Linked DNA regions of Mus musculus: regions 1 and 3 are each linked to region 2. The links are chromatin contacts, called in public HiChIP or PLAC-seq and promoter capture Hi-C maps. All regions are on one chromosome and are shown on one strand. The core of a region is the stretch at or near the end of the contact, and the rest is flanking DNA. Distances in the headings are between cores, read along the strand shown.

Region 1 (4,439 bases), core at 346-2,845, 400 kb after region 2:
AATACAAAATCAACACATGAAAAAAAATTCAATTTCCAAGTTAGTATATTTTAGTTTTCTCAGCATTTCAGTGAATAAAAATATACATTTAATTGTATTTATTTTTAAAAAGTCGGATTTTTAAAAATCTTTCTATTGGCTTTTATCTTTGCCTTTGCCACAGTTTTGCTGCCTTTGAGAATATTTTTTGTTTCTTCCTTATGGGGTCATCTGACTTTCAAGGAGACGGCTCAAAAGAGTGGGGATGAATGGGCTACAAGCCAGAGAATTCAAGTTGAGAGGTGCCCTGCCTTGGGAAGTACAGCCCTGGGCCAGCCACTTCTGCTAAGAAACATAGCCACATGGAATGGGGTCATTAAGCAGTAGCTAGCTCTCTTTAGAAACTATAGTTATCACCACATTTAATGATTTTCATATCGATTCCTCTTTTGTTTACACAAAGCTATCAATCTTGCTCTCACGCCTTGCTGGATATCCTAAGCTGTTTATAGATCACAGCGTTATATGCCATCTCCAGCTTTGTATACCCACCACTCTTCCACTGAGACTCCACACCACTCTTCCTTCTGGCTGTCTAGTGACATGTCTAAGCTGTCAGGCCTTCTTGGTCTGTTTTCACCTCAGGACAGTCTCCGTTCCTGCTTCCTGGCCATCTTCACCTCCTGCAGGGTCTTTCCTGCACTTCACAGACCCACAATTCAAAATGATGTTTTTTCCCTAGAGTCTGGGCATTTATCCTTTCTCAAATTGCCCCCTGCTACTCAGAATCTCCACTAACATTTCCCCACAGAGGCCTCTTGCTGGCCAAGTCCTGCAGACTCTCCGCATCCCCCCAGCTTCCCACTCTGTCTTCATCCTTTGCATAACTCTTCCCAGTACCTGCCATCTCCACTTCAGGTGAAGATTCCTAAGGTGAGAAGATCAAAAAGATAGGTGTGGTGGTGTACCACTGTAACCCCAGCACTCGAGTCTGTGTCATGATGACCACATGTTCCAGGCTAGCCTGAGATACTTTGTAATAAAAAACCAAGAAAACAAAAAGAAAGTGAAAAAGAACACAGCAAGTCTTTGCACTTTGTCCCCTCATCACCAGGACAGCACCTGTGTGTGGTAGTCAGTGGTACATAGGTGGATATTTTATAGTCTTCTCAGTCTTCGGACTTGGTTCTTATCACAATCCATACATTTTAGCATAGCTCGATCTCTTTCTCTCTCCCCCTCCCCCTCCCTCTTCCTCCTCCCCCTCTCCCTCCCCCTCGTCCCCGTGTGTGTGTGTGTGTGTGTGTGTGTGTGTGTGTGTGTGTGTGTGTGTGTGTTTGTGTGTGTGTGTGTGTGTGTCCGTCCGTGATGGGGATTGGACTTAGAGCACTGTACATGCTCTAGATCTGAGGTACACCCTCCTCCTAGTTAGCAGCCTTCTTTCAGCATCCTTGCTGGTACTTACAATAACCGTCTCTTGGAGCATTGTTACTGCATCATGTATGTATTGCTTAAGTCAAAGCTTTTATAATTAGAACAGAGAATGACTCAACATACTCGAGGGAGGGGACGAGAGGAGGTGGGGTGTATTTAAGACACTGCAGTGAGGTTGTGGGCATCCAAGCACCGGCAGCCTCATGGGAAATGAAACTGCTACAGAGTAGCTTCTTGGTCTCTCACTGTGTCCTGGCATCTTCCCTCAGCCCCATCAGGTTTCAACTGCCTGGTCACATGTCAGTTAGTTTTGCTGCAATTTGAGTCCCTGACACTCTTTTAGCCTGCCTCTACTGCTTCCTTTCTTGTTCTCAAAGATCAGGTCTACAAGAGAGTGCTCTGATGACAAAGCTTGTCTGTTTAGGCCAACCACATTTAATTAATTTATTTATTTATTTATTCATCAAATAAACCACCTTGGGCACCATGCTCTGAGGTTGGGAGTAGAGAGGCAATGTCATGTGATAGGCAACATGGCCACCTAACCAACAAAGGTGAGCAGGGCAGACTCCCCAGCAGGGTATGTAGGCAGGCATGGAGGTACTTTGGCATAATTATCCCTTGAAATTTTCTATACATTGTGCATATTCCCTTGCTTCCTATGTATCTTATCTGTGGTTTTAAAATCATTATTTTTTATGTGTATGTGTACGTGTACAGATGCACATAGGTGTATGATGCCGCTGTCATCTTTAGCAATGCCATCCACCTCTTTTGAGATAGATGGGTTGGAACTCATCAGTTAGGCTAGGCTGGCTGCTGAGTGGACCCCCAAGGATCCTCAAGTCTCTCCACCTAGCTCTAGGATCAGAAGTGTGTACCACCACACTTCTTGTTTTTATATAGATCCTGCTGATCAAACTGAGGACTTTCCTGGCTAAGCTATCTCCCTAGTCCCTGGACGGGCCTTAACCTTTACATTCTTTGGTCAACTCAAGGACTCAGTATTTGAATGCATTCTAACATCTTCTAAGTAGATATAACACTAAGTGCACTTGGGAAAGACTTCACTTAAAGAACATCTACAGCTTGGGGTATTTATAACTCCTAATGAGTATTATCCTATGGCAGAAGGAAAATCTGCTTCAATCACAATGATATTGACTCGCTTTGAAAGTCCTGATGGTTGTGATTCTCATGTGTCTATATAGTTGAAGGGGAAAAGAAATTACTTTGAAAACCCTAAATTCCATCCAAGTATGCATCTGCTTTTCTTTCTGGAATTACTGTGTGCCCAGTGGTGTGTGTGTGTGTGTGTGTGTGTGTGTGTATGTGTGTGTGTGTTAATGTGTGTCTGTGTGTGTTTATATGTGTCTCTGTGTGTGTCTCTGTGTATGTCTCTGTGTCTGTGTGTGTCTATGTGTGTTTATATGTGTCTCTGTGTGTATCTGTGTTATGTGTGTCTGTGTATGTGTCTCTGTGTGTGTCTCTCTGTGTTATGTGTGTCTGTGTGTGTGCCTCTGGCTATGTCTGTGTGTGTCTCTCTGTGTGTATTTGTCTCTGTTTGTGTGTGTATTGTATTTGTTGACCACCTGACACTTCATCTAGGATTGCTTTGTTGAATTTTTGTCTTCCTCCCAGCTTTCCAAATTGTTCCCTCCTCCTTCTTATAGTGATTTTTAATTAGCTATGATTTAAAAGAGTAGCTGGTGCTTTATAACTCCTGGTGCCCCACTGCATTAGGTGGGGATTCTAAATGGATATCCCATGACAGGATACCATTTGGTATTGTGCCTAAAATTCAATTACTGGCAACAAATAATGGCTCAGCCATAGACTCCAGTTGAAAGTTCATTCTGCCTTTCCCTCTCTCCTGTTCCCTCCTCTCTTTTCTTATAATAGCAATGAATCCAGGGCCTTACCCATGCTAGGGAAGGACTCACCTCTGAGTTATAGCCCCAATTAGAAGGCTTCTTGCAGACCTAAATAATGGCAACCAATTGAAGCCTTTTAAATTAAAACTCCATCTGTAAACTATGTATGGACATTGCATACCTATAATACTAGTCCTATAAAGACAAGACAGGGGGATTGTGAATTTGAGACCACTCTGGATGACCATCATAGCAAGGCCCTGTCTAAAAGGAAAGCAATCAAACAAAACCTCAAATCATCAAAATGTATAAGTACATTATACAAAATTTATAACGATGACAGACATGAATTCTTTATTATGTGATCATGATACATGGCACTGTCAAGGGAATCAAACACCGTCCATTGTCAATCAAGAAGCTTTCACGTAACTGTAGCGGGGTGCTCTGCTCTATATCCTCTTTTTAAGTGAACACTGGGTTCCTTGGGTACAAACCGTTTAAATCTGTAGTTAGCTTCTAGTCTGACTCCAGTCTGCATTGGAGGCCTGGCTGCAGAACAATGGGGCTTTGGAGCAACATCTTACAAAAATCAATCAATCAATGAATTAATTATCCTTGTAGGCGGTTCTTCCTCTCCTTTTAAACCTTGAGTGGCTCTCCACTTGCTTGCAGCTTACAGAAGCAAGCTCTCAGTTATTCTCCGACTTTCTTTTCCAAGTTTCATGGTAAAGGGTGGGGTGAGGAGAGGGGAGACAGTTTATGCTCAAGAGCTGAGTGTAAATCCTGGATGATCCTCTTTTTATCAGCCAGCAATTCTGCAGTGCTTACCAAACTTCATAGCGCTTATCCCAGCCTTGGGACTAATGTTAGCCTGTACTTATTATCTAGATAGTGACTATCAGCGCATTCCAGACAGATTTAGTGGAATGACACTTAAGCGTGTGCACATGTGTATGGATCTGCATGTGAGTGGAGCCAGGGATTCATGCTGAGAGGCTGCCTCAATCACTTTCCACTTCACTTTTTTTTTTCCGTTTTTTTTTTTTTGTTTTGTTTTGTTTTTTGGTTTTTGGTTTTTTTGAGACAGGGTTTCTCTGTATATCCCTGGCTGTCCTGGAACTCACTTTGTAGACCAGGCTGGCCTCGAAC
Region 2 (4,589 bases), core at 1,490-3,989:
TGCACGTGAACTAAGGGACATTCAAGGCTCTTCAGTTTAACTCCCCCATAAAGGACCACACTGCATGATCATTTATCACAAACATCCCATCATTGCCAGGAACTACATTTCATAGATTCCTAGTCACAGGAATGCAGCATGAGGGGACTGTAAAAGAACTTGTATCATGGCCCCAAGTAAAACTATGAAACACATGAGTGACAGGACTGGATGCCAAGGTCAGGTCCTCTAAGTTCAGACGAAGCCACTGAATGAGCATCTTTTGAAAAACAAAAATGTTCAAGGAAAAACGTGGTCTGGAAGAGTCATTATAAAGCTGTGCTCTAGGCCATCCTGCCCATACACAAATGCTTTGCAGACAGCGAGAATGCTTTGCCTGGGAAGAATCCGAAATGATGATTTTGATGAACTCGGAACAACGTCTTTAACAGCCAGGAAGGATATAGGAGCCAAGTACCCATACCAATGGTTTCAGCTTTCTTCCCCATTGTCTGGAACAGTATTCAGCCTGGTTGTGCAACAAGGTACACCAGTATTTTAAAATTCAAGCTAGCAGATACAGAATCTCAAAAGGAATTACAGCAACACAAAGATTGCTATTAACTAGGCACACATAAACCTGTAAGAAGGAATTTTCTTATCAGATTGGGAGAAATGGTGTTCTTTGCCTTAACTTAATAAGAGAATGGATTTAAATTTCTCTCTAATGCAAATAAAATCAGTGTAAGTGGCAGGAGCAATGGAGAGAAGGTCACACTAAGTAATCACCTATGTGTCCACAAAGAATGATCACCCACCACCTCAGTGGCCAACAAGACACAGAGAACCCACATCCTCACTGCAGCATTTGATTTAAAATGTCTTATTGTAGGATACAGACTCTCAGCTTTATTTTTATTGCTTAGAATTTTATTTCTCAAAGCATGAACTTTCCTTTACACTGAGTCAGAAAGTTAAGTTACCTTCTTAATATGAAGGGGGCCCAGCCATCCCCCAAAAATCCTACAGTGATGCATGGTTCCTCCTCTGTGTTGTTAATATTTTATAAATCTCTACATTTACTTGTGACAATGGCTTTTTATAGTTTTGGTTGTAACCTAGCCTTTAACAGCCGAGCCATCTCTTTAGTGGAACAATGGCTTTTTATATTTACCTATGTGTAATGTCTGGTTTGTAGACTATACATTCCTAAGGAGACACTCCACATCCATCTATGTATTCTTCCAGAGCCTCCTAGTACCTCAGATGTACTCTCTGCTCAATAAATGTGTTGTTTAGTTTCAACTATACATTTGCTAAGCATTTCCTACTTAAAAAGTGTGACTAATGGACTTTTAGGATTGGAATGTCTTTTCTTTCCATTTTTGAGATATACTATTTTTGAGGCAAAATATTTAAAAAAGACTTTAGGAAATCAGAACTGTAATTTTGGAGAGTTGCCCCCTTACTGTGCAGAAAAATGCCTAGAAAATGTTGCTGAATATTATTGTTACGGCAATAGGTTTCAATTGAAGGGGACCCTAGCATCTTCTTGTGATAGAGGAAAATAGAAAACCCAAAGATGTATCAAAAGGGCTGTTCCAGAAAGACTATTGTTCTGTCTATAAAAATCACACAGCTCCCAGGTCCTGATTCTGAGATCCAAACAGTATGCCCAAATCTCCACATTGCCAAGTTTTTTCTTTAATGGTTTTTCTGAGAAATTAATATTTAGTGCATGCCCATTAGGTCCAAAGACAAGACTGGCTGAATGACTTACAATGCTTAGTCTAAAATAAAAGTGCAGAGCCCTTTGCACCAAGATTATGACCTCAAGAGAGTGATAGCAGAACATGACGTGAATGAAGAGCCTTTCTAAACACAAGACCTTCTGTGTCTTCACTGGCCCCACACCTAGGAAGCCACAAAGAGCTTCTGTAGAGTGGATGGCAAAAGGCCTGTGAATATGGACAGAAGCAAAATTCAAAATTCAAGTGCATACAGGGAGCCTCAGGAAGCTGGAAGAAATTCATGATTTTGAAAAAGCTAAGTTTAACTCAAAAAAAAAAAATCTTTTTATGTGTGTGCTTTGCCTGCACGTATGCACCACGTGAAGGGCTAGTGCCGGTACAGGCCAGAAGAGGGACTCAGGTCTCAAAGAACTGGAGTAAAATGACTGTGAACACAGCGTAGGTTGGGGGAACCAAGACAAGTCTTCAAAAACTGCTCTTAACTGAGCAACCTCTCCAGCCACACTAAACTTAGTTTGGGGAGAGCCACTAGAGAGGAAAGCCATTCTGAATTAAAGGAGTGTGCACGTTGGAGTCCCCTGTTAAAAACTTAGGAACAGGGTTAATTTTGAATGAGGTTGAATCACATTAACATAAGAATGCCAACTGAAATTGAGACTGGAAAGGCAGGCAGGCAAAGGACCATCACAATGACTGAACATCGCAAACTTGTACCGACGACCTCCATGTCAGTTTAAACTACTTTTGTACAGATTTATATATACCATAGTGATGCTTTCAAGTTTTGTTGTACATTAATACTGAATGCAATAAATACTTGGAGGACTCTTAGGAGGTCTGTTTCCCTTCCGGCACAGCTCCTAGTCTGGTTGCTAAACCTTCTCTCAAAGGCCTGCTGCTGTCCTTTCTGACTCTGTCCAAAGCCCCAAGGAGTCAGTCCCAGCTCCTCGTCCCGCCCCCCTCCATTCCACGTGCTGGAGAGTGGGCGGTACGAGTACTTCCGGGTGACAGAGGTCAGCCCCGGCAAGATGGCGGCCCCCATGGAGCTCAGCTGCTGGGGAGGAGGCTGGGGTCTCCCTTCGGTCCACAGCGAGTCCTTGGTGGTGCTGGTGAGGCCGCCTCGCGGGCCAGGGCGCGGGAGGACTGGGCTGGCTAGCCGCGGGCTCCGCTGGAGACCGGCGGGCCGCTTGCAAGCGTCAGGTCCCGGCGGCCCGGCGGCGCTGTTCCTGCAGTTGGAGAAGCACACACGCGGCCCCGCAACCTCAGGCCCTGCCTCCTGCATCCGAGGTCCCCAGGAGCGGGGAGCCTGCGCGTCCCCGATGGCGGACGGGGGAGGGGCGTGGGCAGCCTCAGGCTGCCTTTGAGGGTGCATCAGTCAGAGCCGTGCTGCAGACCTTGCAAGCCTGCTCTCAGTGTCTAAAATCTCTTATTGCAAACTCTGTTTCAGGCTTATGCCAAGTTTTCTGGCGCGCCCTTGAAAATCAATATTATAGATAACACCTGGAGAGGGTCAAGAGGTACAGTATAAGCTTTCAAACGCCCCCCTCTCTGCCCTTTTCAACAGTTGCATCCCTTTCTGCATTACAGCCATATAGCCCAAGAGTACTTGGGGCGTCTTAGCTTCTTAGAATGACCTTGGCTGTGTGTTGGTTGTGTTTGGTCATTTCGAGTAAGAACTAAAGGTACAAGACAAACCTGGAAAATTGGAGAGACGAAAATGTTTTTTAGTGCTGCCCTTTGTAAAGCCCACAGAAGTTTATACCCATACTCTTCCATGTGCCAACTGGTGTAGTTTTTAAGGCATTGTAATCTTCAGAATAAATCACGGTGTTTGCTTGTGTGTAAATTGTTTTTGATTATAGGTGATGTACCAATTTTGACAACTGAAGACAGCATTGTTTCTAAGCCTGCAAAAATTCTAAACTTTCTAAGAAAACAGGTGGGTAGCTCCTTTAGAAGAAGTAGGTAGTTTTCTGCATGTTACTCATTATTATTATTATTATTATTATTATTATTGTTATTTCAGACTGGGTTACATGCTAATCTATGCTGCCACTGTGCAGCACAGACTGGCTTTAAATGCTAGAATTGTGGGTGTGACAATTACACCTGGCATCCTGTATGACTTATTTTTAGTTCACTATAAGGTGATTTTAATTTTTGGGGCAACTGGGAATGCCTGGATCTTGACAATAGAGAAACAAAGACTTGCTTACTGGTGCTGAAAGGCATGCATTTTATTTTACTGTGATCTGGAAGTTTAATGAAGTATATGTAATGTATTTATTGTGAATTTCTTGAAAAGGATATAAGATTCAATTTAGTTATTCAGACTTATTCTTGTTGATAATGTTATCACTTTAGTCCTGTTGTTACTATACATTTCATGCTAAGTGTGACACCCGAGTTCCCATCATATGGCAACTATTTTATTTGATCACTTTTGTTGTTATTGTTTGGTTTGGTTTGGTTTTATGCTGAGATTTGAATACGGGACCTTGTAGTCACTGGTAGGCAAGCGTTCTACCACTGAGTTGAATACTGAGTTTTGTATTTCTACTTTAAAAAAGCACTTATCTGATAGTTACACGCCTTATGAAAGCACGTATCTAAAGTGTGTGAAGTGTAAATATTTATGTAGTAAGTCATGATATTTAAACATAAAATGATTCCTATAAACATGACGGGTATACGTGATTTGTCAGTACTTTAAGAAAAAAATCTTGTACCATTAAAATTTGAACCGTTTCTAAATTGAGAAGTTTCCTTTTTTTATGGAAAAAAAAACATTTTAATGAACTGTATGTTTTTTTCCTTCCTTATGAAAAACAATTGCTTTTATTCATTAACTTGTACCAC
Region 3 (4,390 bases), core at 1,842-4,341, 490 kb before region 2:
AATGGTGTCACCAAGTTGATGACCTATGTTCTGTGATGACCAGAAACAACAAGATGGGGGGAGAAAGCCAACTCCTTCGAGCTATGCTCTGACCTCTACACATATATGGCTCCCATGCACAGATGCGCGCGCGCGCGCACACACACACACACACACACACACACAATAAACACACAATAAAAGAATAAGCAGTGCAATTTTAATTTTAAAAAGCAGAACTCTAGTGGAACTCTGCTTCTTGTTTCTTTGCGTATAATGACAGACAGGCCAGGTATATGAAGCTAGACAGGGAACTGATGTATAGTCACTAATTCAGTACACAAGAGTCACACCCAATCCTTAGAAAAGCAAAAAGCCAATTCAATTGGCAACACAAAATGCTTAAGTCTCAGAATGGGGCCACCATGGAGTCTGGAAAGCTCTGAAATAAAAAGAACTGATTCAAAGTAAACTGAGCCTACATTCTTCTCACCCTTCAAGCTCTGAGAGCCTTTCTCCCACTCAGCACGGACTAGAGACTTCTCTGGAAAGGTGTAATATGCAGAATTTCTGGTTATAAACTATCCCAGGAAAATGATAAGAGCCAAAGCTGACTGGATGCAGAAATAAAAGGGATGAAAAAGTCAAAATGGTAGATGCAGGAGACAAGATGGTCATGAGCAGGGTTAGAGGTATAGGTCATGAAGAGGCTCTGTTCACCAGTACAGCTCTTGAAGTCAAACATGAAAGAGTTAAGATAGATAATAAGAAGGCTCGCTGGGGCAGGGAAAGGTGGCGCACACCTTTACTCCCAGCACTTAAGAGGCAAAGGCAGGTGGATTTCTGAGTTCGAGGCCAGCCTGGTCTACAGAATAGCCAGGGCTATATAGAGAAACCCTGTCTCCAACAACAACAGCAGCAAAGGCTCATTGGGGACTGGAAGAGAGCTTCCTAGGTAAGAGTGCTTACCAACAAGTCTTAGAAGCTGAGTTCAAAGCCAGAACTCACACAACGTAAGGAGAGAAATAACTCATGCAAATTGTCCTCTGACCTCTTTTACCTATGTACTATGACACACACAAATAAATGTGATAAATAGATCATTAGCAAATGTTTCATCTTTATAACCAAGATTTAAAACATAACATGGCAGGAGAGATTGTCCAGTGGTTAGTGCACATACCACCCTTCCATCAGAGAACCTGAATTGCCAGCAACCACATCAGATGGCTGATAACCACCTGTGACTCCAGCTCTCAGAGGATTACATGCCTCGTGCCTATGCAGGCATCTACACTCACAACACACACACACACACACACTCGCAAAACACACATACACACTTTTTAAAAAATACAGCAATAGTGAACAAAAGAGAAAGTTGGAAGAACTACTAAGAGAACTGAGCTCCTCTGTGGGCCTAGCCTCTCAACCAGCAGCTGAGGAGCAGCAGGGCTCCTTCCCTACACAGGAAAACAAAGCTCAGCACTCCCATGATCCCCTCTGCCTTCTGGGGAAGCCAGCAGCTGAGAATACTTAGTCTCTGGCACTCACCAGGGTGGTGAGCTGCTACTGAGATGTTTTCTTCCTCCTTCTCTGGAACTTTCCTTGCTTTTTTCTTAGTGGGCCCACCATTTCCCAGTGACCTCTTCCTGCTGTCACCTTCTGTCACCTGTATCGGGAAGGTTGGAAATGGTGTATTAACACTATTCTAAAGCTTGAAGTCTCTGGAGTTATTTAACCTTGCTGCAGAATGATAGTAAGTTCCTGCCTGCCACTCTACTTTTTACTCTGAAAAGGCTGTTGGGGGTGACTGTTTTTGCCATCAGAGACAGAAACTGGCAGGAACAGTCTCTCATTACCTCACATTCTACTAAAATTATGTGGAATTCTCTACTTTCCTACTCATATGTTAAATAAAATACTTCTACAAGATCAATTTTAAAAAATCTATTTTCAAAATGCAAAATTATAGAAGGAAGAGGAGTAATAAACGACCAATGTATTTCCTGTTTCAAAGCTTCCATTCACTATTAAAAGATGTCCTGAGACTATCTGTTGGCAGATAATCTATGAAAAACTTAAAACTTTTGCCTAATATCCTCTCAGTGGTGAGTGCAAAATGAATCTTAGTGAATGTACAGAAATAAAAAAAAAGCCTTAAAAAGAGAGAGTAGAGCATTAGTCAGTATTGGAAAGAAATATAAATGAAATGGGTTAAGATTCTTAAACTGATTTGCAACTGCAGTAAAATACAGGAGATGCCCGTTACAATCACCTTCTACATCTTCAGTCTGGGAAATGACCGAGGCCTTAACTCACCCTGAACAAGTGTGACACATTGCCAGCTAGTGTGGGAAACATCCTTGGGCCTGTGTTTGTGGCAGTATCACGATGGGGTTTTGGTTTTGTTTCTCTTTGCTTTGCTTTGAACTATCTGATGGGCTGCAAGCAACAGGAAGTAGCCAACTATAAGCATGTACAGAAACTTCATCCATCTAAATGCTTACACTGGAAATCTGTACAGTAAAACGATATTCTGGCACGGGGATCAGAAAGACAGAGCACATGGTTTTGAATTCTGAGAAACTAGCCTTAATGACAGCTTTCTTCTAGTCAGCCAAGCAAGCATATGTAAATAAAGCTCCTCTTCAACCATCAATACAGTAGGGAAAATGTAAAGGAAAGAATGAAGAACAGAGGTTAAAAAACGCATCCTGGGCCGGCCGGCCAGTCCTCGCCATTCACCACGATAGAAGTTTCTGGCTCGGGTTCCGGCTACCGACTGGAAGCACCAAGACCTCAAATCTATTACCGCTGGTCGGGTAAAAAAGTCAACTAAAACAAGGACCAGAAGAAGCCGCCACCTTAAGCCTTCCCTGGCCCCGCCCCTTAGCCCTACCCACCATTAATAAGCTCTCCATAAGGCCTCCGCTTCCGGCCACGACGGCTACGCACCCGCCCCACCCTGACCCCGCCCCTAGCGGTCCGGCCCCACCCCGCCCTCTAGCTCCGCCCCGTCCCAGACAGAACCCGCCCGGGACGGCCTTCGCCTAGGTGGACGCTAGGGGCGCCGCGGAGCCGTACTTTACCTTCTCTGCTGGCTCCGTGGAGGACGCGCTGGATCTTAGGCTTCCCGCAGACCTGAAGAACCGGCTTAGAACCGTTTGCCTCCCCGGGCCTGGGCCGGCGGCAGTAGAGCCTCCCGACGCGGATTTCCCGCGGGGCATTGCAGTGTGCAGAAGAGCCGGCCTGCTAGGAGCGCGAGCGCGCGGCCGCACTTTCTCGCGCCTGCGCGCGCGCACGCCTCAACCTGTGCGGGACCGGCCTTGGGGGCGGAGCCTTAGCTACACAAATAGAATGCGCGGCGGGCCTTGGTGGGGGCGGGGCCTTAGCTGCACAAATAGGATGCGCGGCGGGCCTTGGTAGGGGCGGAGCCTTAGCTGCACAAATAGGATGCGCGGCGGGCCTTGGTGGGGGCGGGGCCTAAGCTGCGCAAGTGGTACACAGCTCAGGGCTGCGATTTCGCGCCAAACTTGACGGCAATCCTAGCGTGAAGGCTGGTAGGATTTTATCCCCGCTGCCATCATGGTTCGACCATTGAACTGCATCGTCGCCGTGTCCCAAAATATGGGGATTGGCAAGAACGGAGACCTACCCTGGCCTCCGCTCAGGTATTGGCCGGGCTGGGCTCGGGAAACTGAGGCGGTTCACTGAGTAGGGTCATGCACTTGGCTTGGACGCGCGGGACGGGCGTGAGCGGTAGGCCTACCGGCCTCAGCCAGAGACCAAGCTACCGGTTCCCGCGGTGATCCCCCTGCTGTGCCAGCCTTTGCTCACAGGCTCCCTGGCCGGGAGCAAAGTCCTGTCCTTGAGCGGGCAGCAACACCACCCCCCACACCCACACCGGACTTGCACCTTTCGTCGCTGAATGGAGCCTGAGCATACATGACGGGTTAACTGTTTCTCTAACTTTCAGGAACGAGTTCAAGTACTTCCAAAGAATGACCACAACCTCTTCAGTGGAAGGTAATGTAGAGTAATTAAGTCATGAGAATTATGTTTGCTTGAAGCAAGATTTACATGGTAGAGGTATGAGTAGAAAGTCTCCCCTGGGAATCTGGGATCTCTGTTTCTTGCTAGAAATTTTTGTGCGATTCCCAGATTTTATTAAACATCCTCTTAGAATACTCTATGTTTGAAATTTTGTTAGCAAGTGCATATAGCTCGAATATAACTGGGCAGAATCGGCAGCAAAATTTAGCACTTTGAATAGAGACCTGAGCCGGTATTTAGAATTGTTACTGAAAGACAGAAGACTTGAGTAAATGGAGAAAAATGCAGGGGAGAAGAGGCTAAAAATAATTTAAATCTGTTGGCTTTAGGAAGACACGGTGGGATGAAGGCTGTG

Evidence for each region. Promoter capture Hi-C pulls out the DNA fragments that hold promoters and counts their contacts. HiChIP or PLAC-seq counts read pairs in DNA pulled down with a chosen protein or histone mark.
Region 1: a promoter capture Hi-C map of pre-B cells shows a contact between it and region 2, with 2.5 times the contacts expected there. The contact joins the enhancer-like site here to the promoter of Mtx3 in region 2. A contact is called at or near these places in 16 of 39 promoter capture datasets (the 3T3-L1 cell line, 3T3-L1-derived adipocytes, the C10 cell line and 9 more), 4 of 484 Hi-C or Micro-C datasets (adipose-derived mesenchymal stem cells, cerebral cortex, cortical neurons and 1 more), 2 of 115 datasets of contacts at active chromatin or transcription factors (craniofacial prominence and embryonic stem cells) and 1 of 9 other capture datasets (macrophages).
Region 3: an H3K4me3 HiChIP or PLAC-seq map of pro-B cells shows a contact between it and region 2, with 2.4 times the contacts expected there. The contact joins the promoter of Dhfr here to the promoter of Mtx3 in region 2. A contact is called at or near these places in 3 of 39 promoter capture datasets (liver and pre-B cells), 2 of 484 Hi-C or Micro-C datasets (embryonic stem cells and regulatory T cells) and 1 of 115 datasets of contacts at active chromatin or transcription factors (pro-B cells).

What each region holds. Positions count from the first base shown.
Region 1 is chr13:93,247,321-93,251,759 of GRCm38.p6, forward strand. No RefSeq gene overlaps it. Among named protein-coding and RNA genes, the nearest start is that of Gm41020, 51 kb to the left of the region's middle. Within about 2 kb of position 1,596, at least 27 of the 459 cell types and tissues checked have an H3K27ac peak or open chromatin away from gene starts, as enhancers often do. A contact at or near this core is called in pre-B cells, where this site is marked.
Region 2 is chr13:92,842,029-92,846,617 of GRCm38.p6, forward strand. It overlaps Mtx3 (metaxin 3), which reads left to right and starts at 2,740. Exons shown (of 9, transcript NM_001162945.2): 1 at 2,740-2,839; 2 at 3,178-3,247; 3 at 3,593-3,669. The coding sequence starts at 2,759.
Region 3 is chr13:92,351,692-92,356,081 of GRCm38.p6, forward strand. It overlaps Dhfr (dihydrofolate reductase), which reads left to right and starts at 3,092. Exons shown (of 6, transcript NM_010049.3): 1 at 3,092-3,653; 2 at 3,959-4,008. The coding sequence starts at 3,568. It overlaps Msh3 (mutS homolog 3), which reads right to left and starts at 3,312. Exons shown (of 24, transcript NM_010829.2): 1 at 3,072-3,312; 2 at 1,534-1,651. The coding sequence starts at 3,209.